Regions from separate parts of the Zea mays genome. Here region 2 is linked to region 1. The links are chromatin contacts, called in public Hi-C maps. All regions are on one chromosome and are shown on one strand. Each heading gives the region's core, a stretch centred on a gene start, on an enhancer-like site or on the middle of the called end of the contact. The rest is flanking DNA. Distances are from core to core; before and after follow the strand shown.

Region 1 (6,090 bases), core at 2,542-5,041:
GACACCCGCTTAGGCGGAGACCCGATACTGCCACGTGTGCGCGGCATAAGCCAACAGGCAGAACCTGGCATGACGCCTCTGGGCTACACGCGCCTTTGCATTCATTACGGATAAGACGTGCGCCTGTCCATTCCACTGACAGACGGCGTGCTTAGTCCACGATACGTGGGCCGTGCAGTTACTCACACGTTACCATATCGAGGGCAATGACTCGCCATTACTCCCGTGTTACCAGGAAAAGGGTTACTACCTATCAATGCTGCATGAACTGCAGCCAGCATGACTCCCGCTGATTACTCATGTGTTACTCTGTCAGCATTAGTTATTCACATAATGTATTTCTTCCATTATGCTCCTGGGCCCGCATGTCGGGGCTCAGCATCCTTGTATGTGCCTCCCTTAAACTATAAAAGGGAAGGCACATAGCGTTACAGGGGAGACACGCTCAATTACACTCAATATAGTTTACATAAAGTGGAGGTAGGGTATTACGCTCCGGCGGCCTGAACCACTATAACCCCTCGAGTCCTCTTGTGTTCATCCCGAATTCACCAAACAGGCAATCGCTTATGCCCCCTCCTCATCTTAGGATTAGGGCGGGTGCATTCCGCCACCCGGCCAGAGGATTTTCCCTCCGACAGGCTCCTCCACAACATCCCATATATTCTAGCTCATGGTCTTCAAGTGCAAACACATATGCTTCTTTTAATAGTCTTAATTTGTCCATTAAAGTGAAGTGACTTGCCAACATGATTAGTTTCCATCTTTACATCGTAGGTTGTTAGGCCTTGAAATTGGTAGTGACTTGGCTCCAATACCACTTGTTAGGACCTATATGGTTAGATAATGTGAATAGGCTATACAAAACCAAACACTAGAGAAAATTGATTATAACAATACGAGGCCCTAATAAACTCTACTTTGCACTAGCACTAACTCACTCAAGCAAGCCTCCTACACAAGTCTAGTAGCTTGATTTCTATCTATTCCACTTAAACAAAACAAGCTACAACTAGCAAGAGACCTACAACTAGCTAAATCTACTAACAAGAGCTACTAGAACTAGTTCCAACCACACTACTACTCTAGCTAGTCAAGCAAGTAACTACACACAAGCAAGTATGGAAGTCAAGCGCAAGTGAATAGAGAGTAAACCAATAGGGCAAGAAATCACACAAGATATTTCCCTAGGTTTGGTTGCTTGCCAGAAACCTATGTTCTTGTTTTGGCGAGTCTTCACTTGATGGTTCATGTACTAATTGGCCTCACACACCAAACCCATGACTTTGGTTCCACAAGAACCACTCAAGAGGTGCATTCTAACTAGCCATGATTCAACTAGAGTTATTCATGATCTCCCACCGGGACAAACACAATAGCCCCTTACAGTTGATCCATCAGAGTGATAAAAATCACCAAATCTGCTCAATGATCTCTCCAATGACTGGGTCGATTAGGTGACATTAAATCACCAAGGGTAAAAAGATCTCCACCATCCAACATGCCTACCTAGTACTATGAGATGCAAGAGCAACACTGAAAATGCACTAGAGGCTCTCCAATCTCACTTAATTGATGAATGAAACTATGAAAGGATGAAAGCAAGTGGAGTGTATGTCTTAGCTCTCAAAGTGTGTACTCGTGTGTTTGAGGTCTAAGAGAGCGGCCATCATTTACCACAATGGGTATTCATAACCCCAAACAAACCAAGTGTTACCCACTAAGACAATTTCTACAAGGGCACCGACACACCCCAATGGTCGATTCTCGATAGCTGAGGAAACTTGTTGGTGGTCACTGTTCACATCCGATGCTCCTGCACTGGACACATATGGTGAACGTCCACTCTCGGATGCCCTATCTTTGAAAAATAACTTATGTTCGATGGTATATCTAGCCAACACTGGACGCATTCAATTATCTCTTTTGAAAAAACCACGCTCATCCAGGCTACCACTATAGTTGTCTAGTGCTACACGTCTAGTGCACACCAGACTCAACTATGCTTGGCTAAAAACTCCAAGGCGTTTGTCTATAGGCTAACACATCAGATGCTTGCTAAACAACAACATCGTTAGCATGTCTTCGTCTCCTTGCAAGCGTGCCAACTCTCAAATCTTTTGCTAAGAATGATAGACAAGATTAAAGGTTTTAAAGTATTTTCATAATTTTTTCTTGCTCTCTGATGTGTGTCACTGGGCCTAAATGCACATTAGTTCGAACACCTAATGGTACCAGATGACTGAATCTACTAATTAGAGAACCCAAGTAAACCCAATCACACATTTTATTGTATCTTGACCGACAAAACAAGCATCCTATTTTATACCTTTGCCTTGAGTCCATAGGGTCTTGTTTTTTCTCTTTCTTCTTTTTCCAAGAATTAAGCACTTGATCATCATATTTGACCACATCTAATCTTCTCCATGAGTTGCCATCTTGGTCAACCTTGGTATGGACTTAACTTATTTCAATCAAAACAATAAGGTAAAGATTAGTCAATTAGTTATCTCAATTGTCAAAATCAAAATATGACTTTAACATGTCCCTAGATTTCTGACATGGGTTCAAATTTTTTGGTATAGAATTAACAACTAGATATAACACTCTAGGGTCCTTTGGTTGGGCTTTTGAACTCGCTTTTGCTTTTGCAAAAGTCAAAAGCCAACCAAAGGGCTAAAAGTCATTTGCTTTTGCTATAGTGCAAAACTAAAAGCAACCCACCCGCTACTTTTACATGCTATGAAGGTGGGAACCTTTAAAAATATCCATCTGCCACTAGTTATGAATATACTATTTCATTTTTTCTTTTTTCCATCTCTGACCTCTTCTCGTATGTGAGATTGTGACCCCTTTCTCGTTCTGTATGGTGTTTCTGGTTGATGACGATGCTCCTTCCTCTCCCCCGCTCAGCTCCAGCGACCCCTTCTCTAGACTTCCGGAGGCAAGGCCATCTCTTCGAGCATGGTTCTAGCTACTGCGTAGGACATTGGACGCCACGTGGGTGAGCGCTGGTCCACTATCGTGGTTGAGCACGACCTTGGCCGCCATGTGGGTGAGTGTGTCTCCACCATCGCAAGAGAGCATGACCTTGATTGGGGATCCATCAGGAGTAAGAATAAGTGGTTGACAGATGGGGTCTATTTGTCGAGAAAAGTTGACATTGGTTTTTTAAAAGCCAAAACTATTGAAGTAAACGACTTTTAGCTCTTGCATAGCTCTTAGTTTTAAAACTGTGCCTCATTTAGCTATTTCCATGAGACTCTTTATCGCACCTTTCATCTCATCGCTATTTCAAACTTCACTTTATAAACAGTTATACTACAATATAAAATAGTGAAATGATTTGTAAGTCTGTATAAGGTCTGCTGGAGATAGTTTACTCAACCCATTGTCACATGTTGTCTCTGCCTTCTCCTTTTCTTTTCTTTTAAAAATTAATAAAAAATATCTAGAGGATGCAAAATCGGGCTTGGACGAGGCATTCGGTGGGTTCCATTCTTACCTGAACCCGATGCCGAAACGAGAGACAGTCTACCCTACTTATCACACTGTTAATCGGTCTTGGACTCTCTGTCCTGGACTCCTGGTGTCCTGGTGGTGATGGGGTGACCCAGGTGGGTGGGAAAAAATATGTACATCTTGGATGCAAATGTTCTTTTTTACCGTCTTTCACATCTAACTAGAAGATCCAAAAAAAATAGATCAAAATTTGCAACTTAATTATTTTGTAATTTGTTTTTCTTGGATAAAAGTGTTTTTAGCATCCTGGATGCAAAGATTTTTTTTTGCGGGTGGGTCGTCCAAAGTAGAATCCAACGGCGCGCCGCAGCTCCTCCGCCCCTCCGCTCCCGCCGCCTATATTCCTTACTTGCGTTCGTTCGTCAAGCCCTTGCACAAGCGCGGGCGGCCCTCCGACCGGCTGAAACCCCGGCGGCCTCCTGAAGATTACGGTACCGGGATCGGTCTGAGCCGCCGAGGCCCGCGCAGGCGCTTCCTTATATATCGTTTCTTGGCGTGGCTAAGGTGGTGGTGACCATCCGGTGAATATGGTATGTATTGCATGCTTGATGTAATGCGAAGTTGCGATTTCCCTGTGCTACTACTTCCCGGTTGGCAAAATGTAATGCGACCACAAAAATGTGGTTTCTTGGCCGGGGCACCGGCTTCGTCTGCATTGCTCCCGTCTCGCAATGAGGAAAGATTAATTAATTAATACAGTATATAATCAAGGGTGTTATTGTTCCCTCTGGGCTCCGGGTCTGGTGCTCATCCTGTCCTAAATCTGGGTGCGATGCGATTCGCGTTCGGGCGATTCGACTCGGATATTGATCAAATGGTATCGATTCCTCCCGTCGATGCGGCAATTGCTGGCTAATGTATGAATGAACCTTCTACTGCTCAGTTGTTTGTAGGCGGTCTAACACTCCTTGAGTAATCAGCTGATGTGATGTGACACCCACCTGGATAGATAGTCTTTTCATCAAAGATGGCGATTTCGCTGGAACAATTTGATTATTTGAGATACATAGTGAGATACTGGCATGATTATTGATAATTTGATCATGGCAGCAAATAAACTTTTTGGTGTTTGTGCAGAACATTGTGTGTGAAGTATGTGGAGATATTGGTTACAGACAACTTCTGCTATGTTGCGGAGACTGTAAGCGTTATGCTGTGCACCAGTATGTCTTCCTTTTACGCTAATTTACTATGCTTTCATTTTACTACATAGATTCGATTTTATGTTCTGCTTATTAATGGGTTTAGACATTTTTTCCTTATAGTATATGACAAACCATGGTATCACCTTAGAGGGTAGGTTTATTTATATACCAGTGTTTTACATCATTATAATATCTTTTTCCAATCAATTCGAAAGTCAATAGACGAACTACAGGAATCTATCTATCTTCACATTCTATTGAATTATAAATGGATATTTGCAAATCATATATATATATATAATACCTAAATGGAAAACTCAAGTACCCTCTGTAATCTCTACTGTAGCTATGTTATTAGAGTTTATTATGATTCGTCATTGCGTAGGTACTGTTTGGACAAAGTTGTTTTCGATGCAACGTTGCTAGAATGGTTCTGTTATGAATGCCTACAAAGGCGTGGTGAAGTTACTTGCGTCGCATCTCTAGAACAGGTGTCAAGTGAAAGCCCACTAAGTCATGCTCATTTTGGTCCTCTAGTACATCAGCGTACTACTAAGAGGGTGGAGTCAGTAACAGGGCCATATTCACCCAGTGATGACTGTGAGGAATTATTTTCCTACCCTGGCATAGAAAGCATCCCAAGTGTTCAAGAAATAAGTGTAGATCCCATTAAGACTTCAAGTATTTCTGAACATGATACCATAGAAGCAGCTGCAAGCAGTGAAAGATTCACGGAGTGTCAAAAGGCTAGCTCCTGTCGCGAGGGGATAACTGTGAAGATGGCTATGGCGCCCTCATCATATGAGAACTCAGGTTACAACCTTATTCAAGTTGCTTGAATATTTACCTTAAATCAAACATCACTTGTTATTAAACTCTGTTGGGTAATTTTGTACAGGAGAAGACATTTTCTCTGAAAATGTATTTTTGGAATATGTTTTGGCATATAAATGTTATCTATCTAAAGCACAAAAGAAGAGAGTAATGGAGCTTATTCAGGAAATTCAACCTGAATTCACAGTTTTTATATCAATAATGCGGAGGGGCAATGTGCGACCTCCGGGTCCTTTTCTGGTAACTCCACTACCCCTATGGAATAAACAACTCATTTACCTCATCATTGACTGTTTGTAGATAATAGCGCCAGTGTATGGGAAATTTACCTATAAGATTCTATTTGTCATGAATCTTCTCAGCATCATGTTCCATTTGCTTGCTGTTAGGGAATTAACAAGGAATATGCAAATGCACATTTCCCAGATAAAAGCACAAATGTCACTCTTGAGATGCCTGACAAGAGCAAGAAGTGGCATCCCAAATTCTACAGAAGAGATGTAAGCAGAACCTGCATGCTTACGGGACAGTGGCTAGACTTTGTCTGCGACAATCATGTGCAGGAGGGAGATATATGCCTCCTTTTACC
Region 2 (6,090 bases), core at 1,733-4,232, 180 kb before region 1:
ACAACAGATATAATCAGAACATTAATATCGCTAGTTGAGTATAAATATCACCATGCCGATGGCTTGTTATCCCATAAGCATGGATACCCTCAGCGATTTCAGTGTAAAGATTTGCTTCCTTAGCCCCACGTCCTACAATGATGCATGTTTTAGAGACCAAATCATTTGATGTTGAAACAGATATATAAAATGAATCGATTAATCTCAAATAAATACGAACCTGCACCACTGACTCCAGATTTTGCATCAATAATAATGTTGGTTAGCTTGATCAGTTTTGCCTGCAAAGCAAACAAATAGCTTTAGAAAAAAGCTAGATATTGACAATACTGATAAATTGTCGACAAATTTTAACACATAGTTTCAATGTTATAGACATAAATATTATACTTTTACCAAATCAATTCTATGGCATAACTTAGGATAATTTTATCCAGATCTGCAAATATTAACATAGATATGTGTAAGATGCCAGAAACTTCTATTAAACCTCACCTTTACCAAAGGAACGAGCGGAAGTTGAATAGATGTGGGATAACACCCTGGATTTGCTACCAGGCGTGCATTTCTTATGTCATCTCGTTTAAGTTCGGTCAAACCATACACAGCTTCCCCCTGAAAGGTGAAAAAGGATAAAATAAAGATAAATTCTAAGAAATATATTATAATGACACAAACAGAACCATTAAAAAACTATGAAAGCCAAACCTAATTCTTAGAACTTAGAAGAAGTATCATACAAGACATCAATGGCACAAATCATTAAGGACAATTGTGACAGCTTAAATACCAAGACAGCAAAGGCAATGCTTACTAGGCAAGATTGAAGAGAAAATCACTCCCTTTATTTTTTTATAAGGCGCATTAGTATTTAAAAAGGTCTTTCAGCTCTAATAATATAACCAATTACTACAAATCAACATTCTATATTCTTACTAACACACAGGCAGAATATGAACCTATGGATGAATTATACAGAAATTTTGGCTAATTGATGGTCAAATTTTAAAATGTTTGACTTTTTAAGTCCTAATATGCCCTACATTTTGAAATGGAGGGAGTAGTACGAAACCTGAAGTTCCGGTGCCCTGTGGGAATGTCCATACCACTCAGCATACTCATTGATGTCGCGTAGTCGGAAGTCCTGTAAGCAATAGTTTTTCAACAACTGAGATCGTACTTAGAGAAGTAAATAGAGTGTGTGCAGACTGCAGAGCATACCGCTGAGAGATCAACAATCTTTAAGTGTCGGGGTAAGCTTTTGATAATTTCCTGAAAAAATATATAATTAGGTAGTGCGTTCTAATGTATTAAAATCTAGTGCTTCACATGTTGCACAACAGAGTCTAAGATAGTATTGTTGTTGCGGGCTGTTATGGGCCTTAAGCCCATAAGCTAGGTCATTAGGGTTAGGTTAGCCACCTCTATATATAATGAGAGGTGGAGGTCATTAGCAGGTAAGCAAGAAGAATAGATCTGGTTTACTCCTAGGGCCTCCTACGGGAGGTCAAGTACCAGGACTATCTTGCGAGTGCATCTATGTTCATAACAATTGTACTAACAAATTTAGTAAGAGGTATGGAGAATTCAAGGTAAAAACATAATAGCGATAAACAAACCTGGGTTGTACCATGTGGCAAGCAGCAAAAAACAGCATCAACATCTGAAAAGTCAGCGTCTTTTATTGCGACCAGTCTCGGCAGGTCCTGCAAATCAGAAGAAAATCAATTAACAATTTTATATTTTTGATAAACATAACAAATAAAGTTGTGATTGATAACTCTAGTACAAAGAAATGCAGTACAGCACAGAGGTTTAGTTGTTTCTTGATATAACTAGGCTAAGATCATTGTGAGGAGAGAAGATAAGTTCCCACCTGTGTTATCAAGTGAGGAAATACTGATCCAAATTGCTCGCCAGCTTTTCTATCTGCAGTCATCACTTTTATATGAAACTGAGGGTGGTTCGCTAGAATCCGAACAATCTGTTAACAAAAACACAGTATAGCAAACACATTAGCAAAAACAAAAAAGAACCGAGGACAAAAATCCTCATACAAATGAGATCAGAATGATGGGACAACCTCAGCTCCAGTATAACCGCTGGCCCCTAGCACTGCAATGCGTATGGAATCCCCTGATTTAGGGGCTGCTGCCTTAGGGGAGAAAAGCCTGCGTGGTGAAGAAAAAATGGATCCCCTTGCACGGAGGGGCAGGGATCCAACCTAAAGCAGGGTACCATTTTCTGAATTTCATGAGCACTTCATAGTTCATATACAACACAGAATCTTACTATTGGGAAAGAAAACGCAAAGTTAATTCACCTGCTGAGGTTTCTTGAGTATGATGCCCGCGAATGGCTTCGAATTAGATCCAAGGATTCCATTCTGCACAGGGAAAAAAAGGTATTTGAGTGCTTCGCACTGTCAGGTCCGTATAGGCACATATGCACGAACTGCGAACAAGATCACATGTAATTTATCGTCGGAGCCTGGCCGCCTGCGGCTGGCCGGCGCCTGGCAACGAACGAGCTGGGAAGCTAGGCCGTGTGTGCGGTAGGGAGGCGAGGCATGAGGGGAGCGGCGGCAGCGGGCGGGGCAAATCTACCCTCGACTGGCCCGCTCCCAGCCGCGGGTTCAACGACACAACTCTACCTACTCTAGTGTGGAAAAGCATCGCCGTCACTGACCTGGGGAGCCAACCGCACTGAAGCCTGCGCCCCACAGCCGCCGAGCGTCGTGAACGCCATTGTCTCCCGTGTCCCGGCGCGATGCGGCACGCAGATCACCCGATTGTACCAATAAATACCCTAGCGAGTGCGAGGGGCTGCTAAGCTTGTCGTGGCTGGCGGCGCGGCTGCCCTGGGGTTGGTGGTGCTGCCGGTGCTGCTGTGCTGGTGCGAGTTGCGAGCTCTGACCCGCCCGCCGGAGGGCACATACAAGGTGTGGTGGACCGTTTTTCTTTCTTTTTTTCTTTTTGTTCGAGTTTTGTTTTTCAAGTACTTCTTCCTAAAGAGTATTACCTGTTCATAGATATATGACTCCATTAACCTTTTTTTGAAAACTTTAATCACTCATTTTATTCATAATATTTATTAAAAATGCAAAAATTTAAGTTAAACACAAACTTTAAGTGATAAAACAAATAAAAAAATGATAAGTCACTATTCTTTTAAATAAAACGAGTGATCAAATTTTTTTTAAATAATGGTATCATATATTTATAAACGGACGGACCTATTAAACAAAACATTTTGCGTCTCTATGTCTAAGATTCCTCTCTTATAGGGTGTCTGGACCCAACTAAACTTTCATCCACGTTATATTAGACGTTTAAATAATAAATATATATATATTAAATATAGTTTAATTATAAAATTAATTACAAAGATAAAGACTAGAAAAATATAATATGACACTAACTAAATTTCAGTCGAAAGAACAAACACCTCCTCATTTTCTCCTTTGGTAAGCACAGGATACCTAATTTTATCAGTCTTTTTTTATTGTGACATTACCAAACTGAACTAGAACTGTAAATAAATATTTTCAATCACTTCGAGTACTCCAGAACACAACATCATATACATGGAAACACGGTCTAAAATAGAGTTTTTCAAGACTATATGGACAGAAGTTTTTCTTCGAGCTGCTCAATTTTTTTTAAAGTAGTCGTTATTTTTAAGTTTTATGCGACTAAGATAATGACCGTGCGCTGAAACGCCACATAACCATATCTGATGCATATAAAAATAAATTTAATATTAAAATGAATATCAGATATTAAATTAATAAAAACAAATATTACAATTATCTTAACTAAAAGGACGAGAAATATATGAGTTTACAAAAACATGTCTCTATTTTTTATAGCTCACTCAGTTGCTCGTCCTACTTCAACTAGCGAAGTTGTATTATGTAAGAGCATTACACCACGTGTAGTTTTCTATCACGTTGAACTTAATTGGTTTTTCATAGCTTATCTGTTGTATAATAACATACTGGATCTATTGTTAGACGAGAAGTGAGAGATGAGAATAGACCTACACACTTTGCATAAAAATCATGTCGGGGACCATAATTAGGGATACCTCCAAGACTCCTAATCTCAGCTGGTAACCCCCTATCAGCACAAAGCTGCGAAGGCCTGATGGGTGCGATTAAGTCAAGGCTCGGTCCACTCAAGGGACACGACATCGCCTCGCCCGAGCCCAGCCTCGGGCAAGGGCAGCCGACCCCGGAGGATTCACGTCTCGCCTGAGGGCCCCCTCAAGCAACGGACACACCTTCGGCTCGCCCGAGGCCCAGTCTTCGCCGAGAAGCAACCTTGGCCGGATCGCCACACCGACCGACCATATCGCAGGAGCATTTAATGCAAGGATGGCTTGACACCTTATCCTGACGCGCGCCCTTCAGTCGACAGAGCCGAAGTGACCGCAGTCACTTCGCCGCTCCACTGACCGGCCTGACAAGAAGACAGCGCCGCCTGCGTCGCTCTGACTGCTGTGCCACTCGACAGAGTGAGGCTGACAGCAGCTAAGTCCGGCCTCGGGCGCCATAGGAAACTCCGCCTCGCCCGACCCCAGGGCTTGGACTCGGCCTCGGCTCCGGAAGACGACGAACTCCGCCTCGCCCGACCCCAGGGCTCAGACTCGGCCTCGGCTCCGGAAGACGACGAACTCCGCCTCACCCGACCCCAGGGCTCGGACTCGGGCTCGGCCCCGGAAGACGACGAACTCCTCCTCGCTCGACCCTAGGGCTCGGACTCGGGCTCGGTCCCGGAAGACGACGAACTCCGCCTCGCCCGACCCCAGGGCTTGGACTCAGCCTTGGCCTCGGACGACAGTCTCCGCCTCGCCCGACCCGGAGCTCGGACTCGACCTCGACCTCGGAAGACAGACTCGACCTCGACCTCAGAGGAGCCTCCACCTCGCCCGACCTAGGGCTCGGACCGACCACGTCACAAGAGGGGCCATCATTACCCTACCCCTAGCTAGCTCAGGCTACGGGGAACAAGACCGGCGTCCCATCTGGCTCGCCTCGGTAAACAAATAATGATGGCGCCCCGCGTGCTCCGTGACGACGGCGGCTCTCAGCCCCTTACGGAAGCAAGGAGACGTCAGCAAGGACTCGACAGCCCCAACAGTTGTCCTTCCTCAAGGCTCCAGCGCTCCTTCGACGGACACGACATCACATGAACAAGGTGTCAAGACCTCTCCGGCTGCCACGAAGGCATGTACTTAGGGCGCTAGCTCCTCTCTGCTAGACACATTAGCACACTGCTACACCCCCCCCCCATTGTACACCTGGACCCTCTCCTTACGCCTATAAAAGGAAGGTCCAGGGCTCTCTTACGAGAAGGTTGGCCGCGCGGGAGAACAGGATGGCGCGTACAGGCCTCTCGCCCCCTCCCACGCGGACGCTTGTAACCCCCTACTGCAAGCGCACCCGACCTGGGCGCGGGACAACACAAAGGTCGCGGGTTTCCCCTTTACGCCTGTCTCCCTCTGGTTTCCCCCCTTCGTGCTCCGTATCGCGCCGACCCATCTGGGCTGGGGCACGCGACGACAATTTACTCGTCGGTCCAGGGACCCCCCGGGGTCGAAACGCCGACAGTTGGCGCGCCAGGTAGGGGCCTGCTGCGTGTTGACGAACAGCTTCCCGTCAAGCTCCAGATGGGTAGTTTCCAACAACCTTTCCGGCCCGGGACGATGCTCCGTTTCGGGAGTCTTGAGTTCATGTCCCTCGACGACAGCTACGACATGATACTCCTTCCTCCGCCGCGCGACAGCGACAATGGCGGCCGACAACCCGCCCGCCGGTGGCGGAATCAACGACGTCTTCCCCCACATGGCGGAAGAACAACATTCGGGTTTGTCCCGTCGCCTCACCCGCCGACGGAGGAGGAGGCGGGGCAACCAAGGCCAAGCAGGAGGCGGCACCTCGTCGGCTGTCGAGCGAGTCGACGGCGCCGGCGCCCCAACGGGGGACACGTCGGGCGTCGACCTCGCGTCTGAGACGAAGACGAGCACCGTTTCCCCGCAACACGCCAACTCCAAGCGGACGGACGACGCTAGCATGCTCGCAAGGGA

The links. Hi-C and Micro-C count contacts between places; a contact is called where the count stands out from the background.
Region 2: a Hi-C map of ear shows a contact between it and region 1, with 2.4 times the contacts expected there. The contact joins the promoter of LOC100191877 here to the promoter of LOC103643732 in region 1. A contact is called at or near these places in 2 of 25 Hi-C or Micro-C datasets (ear and tassel).

The regions. Positions count from the first base shown.
Region 1 is chr1:260,940,539-260,946,628 of Zm-B73-REFERENCE-NAM-5.0, reverse strand. LOC103643732 (B3 domain-containing protein Os03g0619800) reads left to right here and starts at 3,791. Exons shown (of 7, transcript XM_008666908.4): 1 at 3,791-4,052; 2 at 4,600-4,685; 3 at 5,053-5,480; 4 at 5,566-5,741; 5 at 5,891-6,090. The coding sequence starts at 4,050.
Region 2 is chr1:261,123,483-261,129,572 of Zm-B73-REFERENCE-NAM-5.0, reverse strand. It overlaps LOC100191877 (N-acetyl-gamma-glutamyl-phosphate reductase), which reads right to left and starts at 2,982. Exons shown (of 14, transcript NM_001137301.2): 1 at 2,689-2,982; 2 at 2,324-2,386; 3 at 2,084-2,224; 4 at 1,877-1,984; 5 at 1,620-1,706; 6 at 1,222-1,272; 7 at 1,073-1,144; 8 at 496-615; 9 at 221-281; 10 at 52-132. The coding sequence starts at 2,748.